Linked DNA regions of Mus musculus: region 1 is linked to region 2. The links are chromatin contacts, called in public Hi-C maps. All regions are on one chromosome and are shown on one strand. Each heading gives the region's core, a stretch centred on a gene start, on an enhancer-like site or on the middle of the called end of the contact. The rest is flanking DNA. Distances are from core to core; before and after follow the strand shown.

The links. A called contact is a pair of places that touch in the nucleus more often than the background predicts.
Region 1: a Hi-C map of forebrain shows a contact between it and region 2, with 1.7 times the contacts expected there. The contact joins the enhancer-like site here to the promoter of 2900052N01Rik in region 2. A contact is called at or near these places in 2 of 484 Hi-C or Micro-C datasets (forebrain and nephron progenitors) and 3 of 115 datasets of contacts at active chromatin or transcription factors (astrocytes and embryonic stem cells).

Annotation. Positions count from the first base shown.
Region 1 is chr9:46,963,835-46,969,327 of GRCm38.p6, forward strand. No RefSeq gene overlaps it. Among named protein-coding and RNA genes, the nearest start is that of Gm39331, 11 kb to the left of the region's middle. Within about 2 kb of position 2,422, at least 23 of the 459 cell types and tissues checked have an H3K27ac peak or open chromatin away from gene starts, as enhancers often do. A contact at or near this core is called in forebrain, where this site is marked.
Region 2 is chr9:46,912,059-46,917,516 of GRCm38.p6, forward strand. It overlaps 2900052N01Rik (RIKEN cDNA 2900052N01 gene), which reads left to right and starts at 1,545. Exons shown (of 4, transcript NR_015605.1): 1 at 1,545-1,688.

The sequences.
Region 1 (5,493 bases), core at 1,172-3,671, 53 kb after region 2:
CCCTTTCCTTTGGCCTTTTGCCAGATGTGGAGTAGAACTTGGCAGTGCTTGATTATCACATCCCATTCTGTCTGTAGAGTCAGACTCGAATGCATGGCCCCTTGCAGTTCTCCCTGGTTATCAGGTAAGCAAATTGAGGTTCAGGACCTTGTCCTTGAGGTCAAGGACCTTGTTCAAGGTCAAATACTTCCTGAATCAGGGACCTCGGTTCCAAATAAGTTTGCTTCCCTCTAAATTCTGTGATTTTTTTTTTTTCACCTCATTCCCTGGGAACAAGAAGCCATCAAATATTAGCCTGATGCAGGCTGTCCCTCTGCCCACTGCCTGCAGGAATCTCTTCTCATTCTTGTCCTGCGGTCAGGGAACATGTGTCCCGGGGTGAGAGGAAAGCCCAGAGCTATTCATTCGACAATTGCTCCTTTCAATCTAGATTTGTTTTTTGATTTGTTTTCTGTTTGTCTTCTCTTCTGGGGAGGGAGGGTGAAGTGGGGGAGCGGCAGCCTTTTCTTGGAGCTCTGTTGATTTCTGCTTCTGCTGTGTAGGGATTTTCAATGACGAGGGTTTGATTTTCCTGCCTCCTTGGGAGTCTCATGCAATTTTTTAAAAACCCACTGGCTCTAGGAGTCCATTTCTGCTCCACGTTGCCTGCTGAGGAACCCAAGGCCTCCAGACTGAGCCAATTTTCCTTCTCCCTGTTTTGTGTGAGATGTGGAAAAGTCTTTGACTTAGGGTGCTTGAATGGAGTTGGTGCTGAGAGCTAGTGTGTGTGTGTGAGTGTGTGTGTGTGTGTGTGTGTGTGTGTGTGTGTTGAGAGAGAGAGAGAGAGAGAGAGGAGAGAGAGAATATATATGTATGTATGTTGTTGTTAGTGTTTGTGTTATGTATGTGTGTGAGTGTGTGTATGTGAGAGTATGTGCATGTGTGTGTACATGTGAGAGAGAGTTCGTATATGAGAGTGTGTATGTTTTTGTTAGTGTGTGTGTATGTGTGTGTGTGTGTGTGTGTGTATGTGAGAGTGTGTTAATGTGCATGTTTGTGAGTGTGTGAGTGTGTATGTGTGACTGTGTATTTGTGAGTGTGTGTGCATATATGTGACTGTGTGACTGTGTGTGTGTATGTGTGTGAGAGAGAGTATGTATATGAGAGTGTATATGTTTTTGTTAGCGTCTATTTGTGTGTATATGTATGCGAGAGTGTGTATGTATGCATGCATGACAGTGTGTATTTGTGAGTGTGTGTGTATGTGTGTGTATGTGAGAGAGAGTATGTGTACGTGTAAGAGAGTACGTATATGAGCATGTGTATGTTTTTGTTAGTGTGTGTGTATGTGAGAGTGTGTGAATGTGCGTATGTGTGATTGTGTGTATTTGTGTGTATGTGTGATTGTGTGTATTTGTGTGTGTATGTGTGAGTGTGTATGTTTGAGAGTGTGTGTGTGAGTGTGTATGTGTGAGTGTGTATGTGTGACAGTGTTTATTTGTGAGTGTGTGTGTATGTGAGAGTGTGTGAATGTGTGTGTGTGATTATGTGTATTTGTGTGTGTATGTGTGAGTGTGTATGTTTGAGAGAGTGTGTGTGTGAGTGTGTATGTGTGACAGTGTTTATTTGTGAGTGTGTGTGTGTATATATGTGTGTGTATACATCAGGGAAAGTGTACCTCTAGACAATGTGCCTTTGCTGAGTTGAAACAATGACTCTACAGACAATGAGATTCCAGTGAGCATGCATCTGCTCATGACAACTGCATACCCTGGAGAGAGCAGATGCTGACATCAGTTACGTGTATACTTAAGCAGGTAGAGTATCAAGACATAGGCCAACCACATGTGTGCTCCCAAGGCTGTGTGTGCTATCAGGTGTGCAGACCTCCATGAAACCTACAGCCAGAGACTTGCTGTGTGCAAGTGTGCCCGTGTGTTAGCTATCAGATGGAACTGTGAACATGTGCAATCACAAAAACATGTATGGGGCCTGCACCGATACACCAAGTTCAAGTCTTTGACTTATTGCTTTCTACAAGAGCAGGTATCTTTCAGTATATGTGTGCGTGAGTATAGACAAACACACATTTGCATGTGTGTTTCTGTTTGTGTGAACATTTGGGCATCCCAGGGCGTGTCTTTGTTGGTGTGGGTGCCCATTGCCCAGTGTGCATCTGCGGTTCCAGGGCACGTGTTCAGAGGGAGCTCGAGCAAAGAGGCTTGGGTTTGAGGCTGAGGATGTAGGGACTCATTTGCATGGTGTTCCCTGTGTTTGAGTTTGCTGTGTTCACAGCCCTGGAGAATTTAAAACAACAATAGTGACACCAACAAAGAGGAGTGGAAAATGATGTAACCCCGCATACATTTCTGGAGCCTCGGGAATGGTCCCTGTGCAGGCTATGATTCCAGCGGTGTCCGTTACCATGGTTATGGCTAAAGAGACTGCTAGCTCCTGTTTATTTTTAAATCCCCATCTCCATGACACCCCTTCCTGAAGCCCAAACCTCATCCTATCCACCCCAGGCTTCTTTTCCTCTTAGCTCATGGGGTGAGATCTCCACTCCCTCTACATTCTGAGGGGAACCTCGAAGGGTATTCTGACCCTTACACTTCCACCCTCCAGAAATCTAGGTGCCTCTGGAGGGTAACTCTAGATCAGAAGGCTTCTGGCAAACTACAGAGCTCTGCCGAGAGTCTCCCTTCCTGCTTACCCTTCGTATGAGCTCCTGGTCCAGCTTAGAGTTGGACTGTCAGGATTAATGGGAATAAGCCCATACAGAGATGGGTGATACTCATTTCATGACAGCTGAGCCCACCAGCCCAGGCTGAGGGTAATGGGATAGAGGGAGGAAACCTCGGGAAATAGAGCCCAGCCCAGGATGCCTTGGGCTTCATGCAATCTAACCTACCTCCTTTTAGCCCCCTGTCTGATTTGTGTTGGGTGAGTGAGGAGGAAGCTGAAAGAAGCAGAGTTTACCCTGAAAGGGTTGGAAGGCTGGGTAAAGTCGGGCCGAGGTGAGCCTTGCTCACAGGCTTTGGGATTGTACAAAGGCAGGGTAAACGGAGCCTGAAGCCATGGTTTACCTTGGTATTTTTTTCTAGTCCAAGCTGCACTATCACCCAGCTTTAGGTTCAGGGTGACATAGATTAGAGAGGGGTCATGCTGACATTTCCCACTTTGGGTAATGACCATCAATGCTCCCTGGCTTCTCTCCCCAGGCAGTTAGCTCCTTTAAGATAAGATGGTCTTTCCAGACTCTGCCCAACACTCTTCTTCCTAGATTGTGAGTACCTTATGGAGAGGGCCTGTCTTCGTTACTATTCTATTGCTGTGAAGAGACACTATGGCCAAGGCAGCTTAGAGGAGAAAGCATTAAGTTGGGACCGTGCCTACAGTTTCAGAGGGCTAGTGCATGATCATCATGGCTGGGAGCATGGCATCAGGAAGATAGGCATGATATTGGAGAAGTAGCTGAGAGCTTATATTTGGATCCAAAGACAGGAGGCGGGGGGGGGGGGGCGCACTCGGGGTGTGGGGGGGAGCTTTTGAAACCTCAGAGCCTATCCCAAGTGACATACCTCCTCCAACAAGGCCATGCCTCCTAATCCTTCCTAAACAACCCACCAGCTGGGAATAAAATCTAGGGGCCTGTGGGGCCATTCTCATTCAAACCACCACAGGGCTCCCACTACAGCAGGCATTCAATGAATTAAAGCTTTTCTAGCCAAGACCTCTGAGCCCAGAGCCTCCAAACCCAAGAGCATCTGCACAGAGAATTACTGTGTGCTTTTCCTTTCTCAGCATGGCTTCCTTATTTTTTAAAAATGATGGGTTACATTGAGTTATCTCTACCCATCCAGCCTGACATTTCATAATTCTATTAACTAATTGAATTGGATGGACATTATGGAAAATGTTGAACAACAGGCTAATTTATCTTTGAACATGAACCAGATGCCCTGGGTCAAAGTCAGGTCAGCAGAAGGCAAAGCAGGTGGACGTTGCCATCTCTCTCTGCAGAGGTGGGCAAAATCCGACAGTCATTTGGGAAGCCTGCAGTGGAGTGGCAGGTGTGTGCTTTCAGAGAACGTTCCTGAAGATCAGGAAGTTTGGTGGCTTTCCGGTACTTTACAGTGGTCATGGGCTCCTTTGAATTGTAGCATCTCGGTGTGTCACTGCAGTGGTTTCAAGGAACAAAATTGGGCACTACAGAAAAGCTTTGTACTTGAGAAACAAGTCAGAAGGGTGCGACTTGGTGTGGCCAGGACCACAGGGACTCCTAGGTTTCCTGGGTCATCTCTTGATAATTGCATCACTTACTTAACACATACAAGGTCCTGAGTTCATTCTTCAACACTGCCAAAAAGTGTGTGTGTTCAGGGAGGCCGGGGGGGGGGGGAGGGGGGGGAAGAGCGGGCAGTGTTGAACACAGAGATAGTATCAGAAAGTACCAGAAGATGAAGGTCATGTGGCAATGCAGGCAGCTCAAGCCAAAGTCAACGGATGCTAGAAAATCAGTGGCAGCTTAGGAGAGGAATGATGCACGCGTCTCTTCCCCGTGCTTAGAAAGAATCACCCTGGGCTCAGACATAAAAATTCCAGAGCCCCAAGGCATTGCATTTTGCTTGGTTTAGGCTCCAACTTGTGATATTTGTTTCCTTTGGCTGTATGAAGAAAGCTCTCCCAGTAAGAGATGCCACGTGCGGGAGAAAGCTTCAAGTCCTAGCCATTCTCCACTCTGGACCCTTCACACGTCCCTCTTCCAGGATGTCACTCAACCATTAGGTGGCAGGTAACATAAAAAGAGAAGAATATCCCCAAAGAAAGTGATTTTTTTCCCCTCCCAGTTCAACTCAGCTTCGCAGCTATTTCTATCCACCAGGAGGTCCTTCCTTCTTTCCCACCCAAATCCCACCTGCTGCAGTTCCAGGCCAGTCTGCTTTATTTTGCTCTCAAGAGACAATGATCAACTAGAACGCCTACCTCCAGAAAGCAATCCTTTGTTGTCTAAAAGTTACACATGGAATCTCCTTCCCTGGTAGCTGACAGCTCCCACCTTCTAGTTCAAGGTAAGCCTTTAGCTTGCAGCTTACGGAACGCCCAGGCTCTCAAGCCATCAACCATTCCTGTGCAATGACCTTGTCTGTGACATCCCCACCCCAGCCATTGCCCCATCCCTCCCCTGCTTCCATGGCCCCTTCAGCACATTCCTTCCAAAGACATAGGTTGTTTTGTGTGCCTGAGCATGCCTTGTCTCCAAACACGGAGTGGAGAGGAGTCATGGGGACCGAGCTGCAGTGGCTGCAAAATCCCAGTGACCGATGAGAGGGCCTGATTGCTTTGTGCATAGCTGCTGAAAGGGGTCTTGACATTTTAAGTGCTCGTCAGAGTGAGGAATGACAGCAGCAGACAATGAGACACTTCCTCTTTGCCTTTTGCAGGCTATTAATAAGTGTTTCTGATTCCGTAGAAGTGGGAGAGATTCTGGGCCACTGGCTTGGCTATGCTGCG
Region 2 (5,458 bases), core at 295-2,794:
AAGATCCTGTTATACACAGTGAGTGTAGACTCCACAGTTATGGTCTTGGCTGTTGAGATGGCTATGTGAGAACATCATTCCACTGATGGGAAGTCAAGATGGGGAAGGCTGACCTATGGTGACGGAGGTCAGCACAGTGGTTTATTATCTACAGGGGAGTTGGAGGATATTTGCTTGCAGTGGTGTTCTTTTGTTTGTTTTGATTTTTTTTCTTTTTTTGAGACGAGGTTTCTCTGTATAATCCCTGAGTGTCCTGAAAGTAGACCAGGCTGACTTCCAACAAAGAGATCCACCTGCCTCAGACTGCTGGGATTAAAGGTGTGTGCCACCTCGCTCAGCTCCAGAGGGTGTCTTAAGGGCTGTAGACTGTACATCTGGTGGTGATAGGTTCATGTGGAGTTCATTACACTGCATACTGAAGAGCTTTTCATTTCACTGATTACATTATACCACAGTTTATAAAAGGAGTGACGAAGGAGGAGGCGCTTTCTTAAGAATTCCTTCTGAACTCCTGGCTCGAGCTGTACCTAAAGGTGAGACATCTGCACAGACAGCTTGAGTTACTCAGACACAGTGTGGGAAGCACCATCCTGCTCTCCAAACCCCACTCCTAGAAGAGGCCACACAGGTGTGCTTTATTGAAGTTTCTGGCCTAGCCTTGTATAACTGTGTATATGTGGAGGGAGGGGGTGAAGAGGGAGGGGGAGGGGAAGGAAAAGAGGGGGAAGGGAAAGGAGAGGGAGAGGGATGGGGGAGGGATATAGGGGTGTAAGAGAGAGAGAGAGGCAGAGAGACAGAGAGACAGAGAGACAGGGACAGAGAGAGAGAGAGACAGGGACAGAGAGAGAGAGGGGGGGGAGAGAGAGAGGTGAGAAATTGGGATGAGGTTCTTGTGAGGCTCAGGGTTCCCATCTTCCCCAGCACGGCCAACTGGATCAGATTAGAGGCACCAGAACGGAAGGAGTTTGAACACTTCCCAAGAGGGTGCTCCAGAGCCTGGGGTACTGGTCTCTTGAGACCTTAAGGTAGGGGTGAGGGGTGTTAAGATCAAAAATGCCTGTGCCTTGCAGCACGGGACACACCTGAATTTTTTCAGCCAAAGTTGTTAAAAAAAAAAAAGGTTCAAATGAAAGTTTTCCTGGGGATTACATAACACATGGTACACAGCCAGCAGCATGGGGAGGTGTTGTCAGTACCCTTGAGATGCAGGAATCCCTTTGGCTCCCAGGGCCCCTGATGCAGAGGAATTGGGATCTTGTGACTGGGGCTTACGTAGGTCAGTTTCTCACAGGGTCAGGCTTGGGAACACTCTGCATTGTGGCCTTGTCACAGAGGACAGATTCTCAAGGAGGAACAAAGGGGCCTGGGAACCAGGCCAGGGTGGAAAGCACCCTTTGGGGGGTTCTTTAGCACTTGTTAATTGGTCACCTCGTTAGCAGCCCATCTGCAGCAAGTGAGTGGTGCTGGGGTGCTGGGGAGGACCGTCCTGGCCAGCAGGGGCCTCACAGTCTAGTAATAAGGACACAGCAATTACAGGAACTTCTAGAGCCAGTTCTCTTCAGGAGCATGCCAGGCTGAAGCTTTGTCCTATGGAGAAGCAGAAAAGGTCAGAGGAGGAGAAAGAAAGAGCCCTTCCCGGTCAAGGAGCCAGCCAGGGAGGGAGACAAAAGGAAGGAGGCTCCATGGAGGTGAGGAGCTAAAGAAGAGGTGACATTTGGATGCCTCTCAGATGAGAGGCAAGAGATAGTGACAATGAGGTCACTAGGCAGAAAGAAACTGCTGAGGGAAGAGGGTCTGAGGCTTGGTACTGTGCTCCACAAGAGCTTGGGCATGGGGGAGGGGAGGGGTGGGGTGGGGTGGGGTGGGTGGGGGAGGGATTGTTTCCTGCAACCAGGCTGGGAACAAACCTTCTGCTGGTCTCAGTTTCTCCACACTGTCTGGATCTGATGCCCTTTGGGTCCCTCCATGCTGTGCAGGCATGTGAAAGGGAGGGAGCAAAGGTTCACATTGACCCCTTACTCTAGGGTGAAGTCCCATGACCAGGTCGGAGCAGTGAGCTGTGATCACTTATAGCGTCATTTCCAGGCCCAAGCATACAACAGTTCCAACCGTCGCTTCTCCCTTGGGATGAATTGTGAAGCCCGGGTCCTTGAAAGGCTTAGGGGTAAAAGAAGCTTCTGCTGAGCTTATGAGATACTTGTAGGCACAGAAATTCCCCTTGGCCTATTTGTTTCGGGCTTAAGTATAGCCTGGCCTGACCTGGCCTGACTGGTGGGTCCTTGAGCTCCAAGTTTGTGGAGGAGAGCTTTGATGAGCAGCAATCCCAGCCTGGGCCCTGGGTCTGAAGCAAGTGTGGTCTGCACAGGCTCCCAGGCTGTGTAGGTACTGGGAAGTCCCCTGCTTCTGTCATATCTATGTAGGCCTGCTCACAGAGCCTGTACACGGAGAATAAAGGGGCACCTGTTTACTTGATCAGATGAATCCGGGGAACTGGGAGAAATGGCAGTCTGTGAGATCTGAGCCCCAAAGATAGGGTAGAGAGATTGGCTAATCCATGAGTGAGCCTGGCCTGCCCTGCCTGGTTGATTCCTGCAAGGAATGGGTGGGACTACAAGCAATCCTTGTCCCACCTTAATACCTCAGAGCCTGCCTGGGCTTGAACTCCAGGGCTGGATGGAAGATTTTCTCCTCACTTCTTGACCATCCCTGGAAGTCAAGGTATGAGGTCAGTCCCCCATGGAGTCACCTCTCTCCCAGAGAAGAAATAAGACCAGCACAATAAACTCAAGCTCTGTCCAGACAGCTTTAGAACCACTATGTGAATGTATGTATGCATGCTTCTGTGTGTGTATGTGTGTGTGTGTGTGTGTGTGTGTGTGTGAGAGAGAGAGAGAGAGAGAGAGAGAGAGAGAGAGAGAGAGAGAGAGAGAGATTTTCTTCTGTTATTTCTTTCCTTGAATTGCATTTTGGAAAGCATGTCACTGCTTCCCAGGGGACTGCAGCTGGGAGAGAGAGGAGGAAAGGGGGTGGGGGGGGGGTGCGGGTGCGGGGGGGGGTGCAGGTGTTTCTTCAGAGAGTCATGGATGAGATATGGCACCAGCCTACTTTCTCTCTTTGCCGTGAGCCTTCCTCCTGATACTAATACCGCCTTCCTCTACTACTCTTCTGACAGCTGAGTCTGTTCCCAAGCTCAGAGCACTGTTTCAGGGTCCTTAGCTTCTTGTCTCCCTCACCACCCCTCCACCTTCATCACCTAAAGCAGCAGGTATTCATTATTTAAACAACCTATGCCTCTGAAGTCTTATTTATCTAACATCTTTCCACAGCATATGTCAAAATTTATAGTAAGTGCATTCATCCCATGATAAACATTTGGCTTTGCTGGTCTAGCAGAGGCAGGGCTAATTAGGGAAAGCAATTCCCTTGTTATCTGAAGGGAGGTCAGTACAGCAATTAGCATCCTCACGGAGTTTTCAGAATTGTGACTTGGAGGCTAGGGCCTCTGGTGCCAGGTAGGGAGGAGAGAAATTGGCAGGAAGGAAAGGAGAGCCTTCCCCCAGAAAGGTCTGGAAAATTGGAGCCGAGCTGTGGAGATGGTGTTCTGGATTCCCCTAACTCAGCGTGCATCTGAGTTCTCTCTCTGTTGGCCTCTGGCCTCTCCATCACAGACTGGCCCCTAGGATGTTCTGCCACCAATTCTGTCTGCCCAGCCTTCCCTACAAAGCATACAGAAGAGCATATCAATGAGAAAAGCTGACCACTGGCCCAGAGTTAGAGCATACAAGCCAATGGACACATGAAGACATCAGCTTTAGGGCTATAGAGGAACTTAAAGATCATAGGGTTGACTTGTCAACCCCTTCGCTTCATCTGTGTATGGTGGGAGGCATCCCATAACCTTCCCTTTGCTGGGAGAGAGGAGCAGAGTGTGAAAGTCTAGGCTTTGGGTGGGGGGTGGGGGAGGGAGATCCAGGTTTAGTCATAGGTATGTCTCAAGCAGTGTAGACATGGATCTAAGGTGTTCTATGGAGCCGGTGTGAGGGTAAAGAGCCAGGCTAAGACTCAAAACAATCTGATCTGAGGGATCAGGTAGGATCAATGATGAACAAGATGACTGCTATTCAGGGCTCCGATAGGCTCATACTTGATAGTCACTAGAAAGACTCACAGAATCGAGGTCCATGCCTCTTACAGATTCTTAAAGAGGCAAATGCTCCACAAAGGCCAGAACTCTCAGCCCTGCCTTGTAACCATCTCCTCCGGACAGAGCAGACAGTGCTGTGCAGAGATGCTCAGCAGCAGTCGAGGCACAGAGCACCAACATGGAAGCTCGTGGAAACCTCGGTTTCTGAGCTGTATTTAGCTGGTGATGTAGGGGTGGGGATTGCCTCTCAAGGGTCAGACAAGGGTGAAAACTTGCCTTCCAAGGTAAGACATTCAAAGTCAGAGCTAAGACATACCAAAGACCAGACTCTGACGGATGCCTGGGAAGATGCCATCCTCTTCTGTAACCCGGTTTACTCAGGGACAGGTCAGAGAAACACCAACATCAAACTGTGAAAAGACCTCCCAGTAATTTCTCCAACAGTGGGTTGGTCTAAGTCCATGAAGACGGTTGTCTGAATACAGCCTCACAGGGAGGGCACAGTACGCATCGGATGGCATCCTGTAGGTCTAGGAGTCTGCGGCTTTTGTGGGAAAACAAAGCTTAGTAGGAATTAGAGTCAGGAAGCCTGGTTGCAGCTTAATTTCTACTACTCACAGCTTCCTTGTCAGTAAGTAGTAAATGCTTGTGTCTTGGTTTTCGCCTGTAGGCAGTGGTGGTGATTATCCTGTATCATCCTGCTGTAGTGGGAGTTAGATGAGATAAACGGGAGACAATAACTGTCTGGGTGGCCCCACCCTTACCTCCTTATGAAGCTGACTTCACCTTCAGATGCTCTTGGCCTCTCTAAAGTTCTTTTTCATATCAATATGCGCGTTAGTTTCTTTTCAGAGTGGAAGGTCTTATTTGGGTCATTGTTGGAGAGATTTCCCTCCATAGCTCCTTGGCTTTGTGCGCCTGTAAAGAAGGAGCTTGGGGTGGAGGCTGCTCTTCACCTCTTTGCAGGCAGGAAGTAAAAAAACTTGAGATAGGAAATGGGGCAGTTATAAGGCCCACCTTTGGTGACCTACTTCTTCCAACAAGACTCCGCCTCCTCAACTTTGCACAGCTTCTCAAATACCAACATGTCTGTGGACATTTCATACTGCAATCAGAACCAGATGAGACCTGCTTCTGTCCTCGAAGCTTCCTTGTGACAGCATCTGCCTCTCCTTGCCAACCTTTCATCCCTGTCAGTCATATTACATTTTTGCTTTTTCTTTTTTGCAAGTGCCCATTCATTCACTCATTCATTCATTATATTGATATCTGTCCACTGACATTGATGTTGTGCAAAGTGTTGAAGGCAGAAGT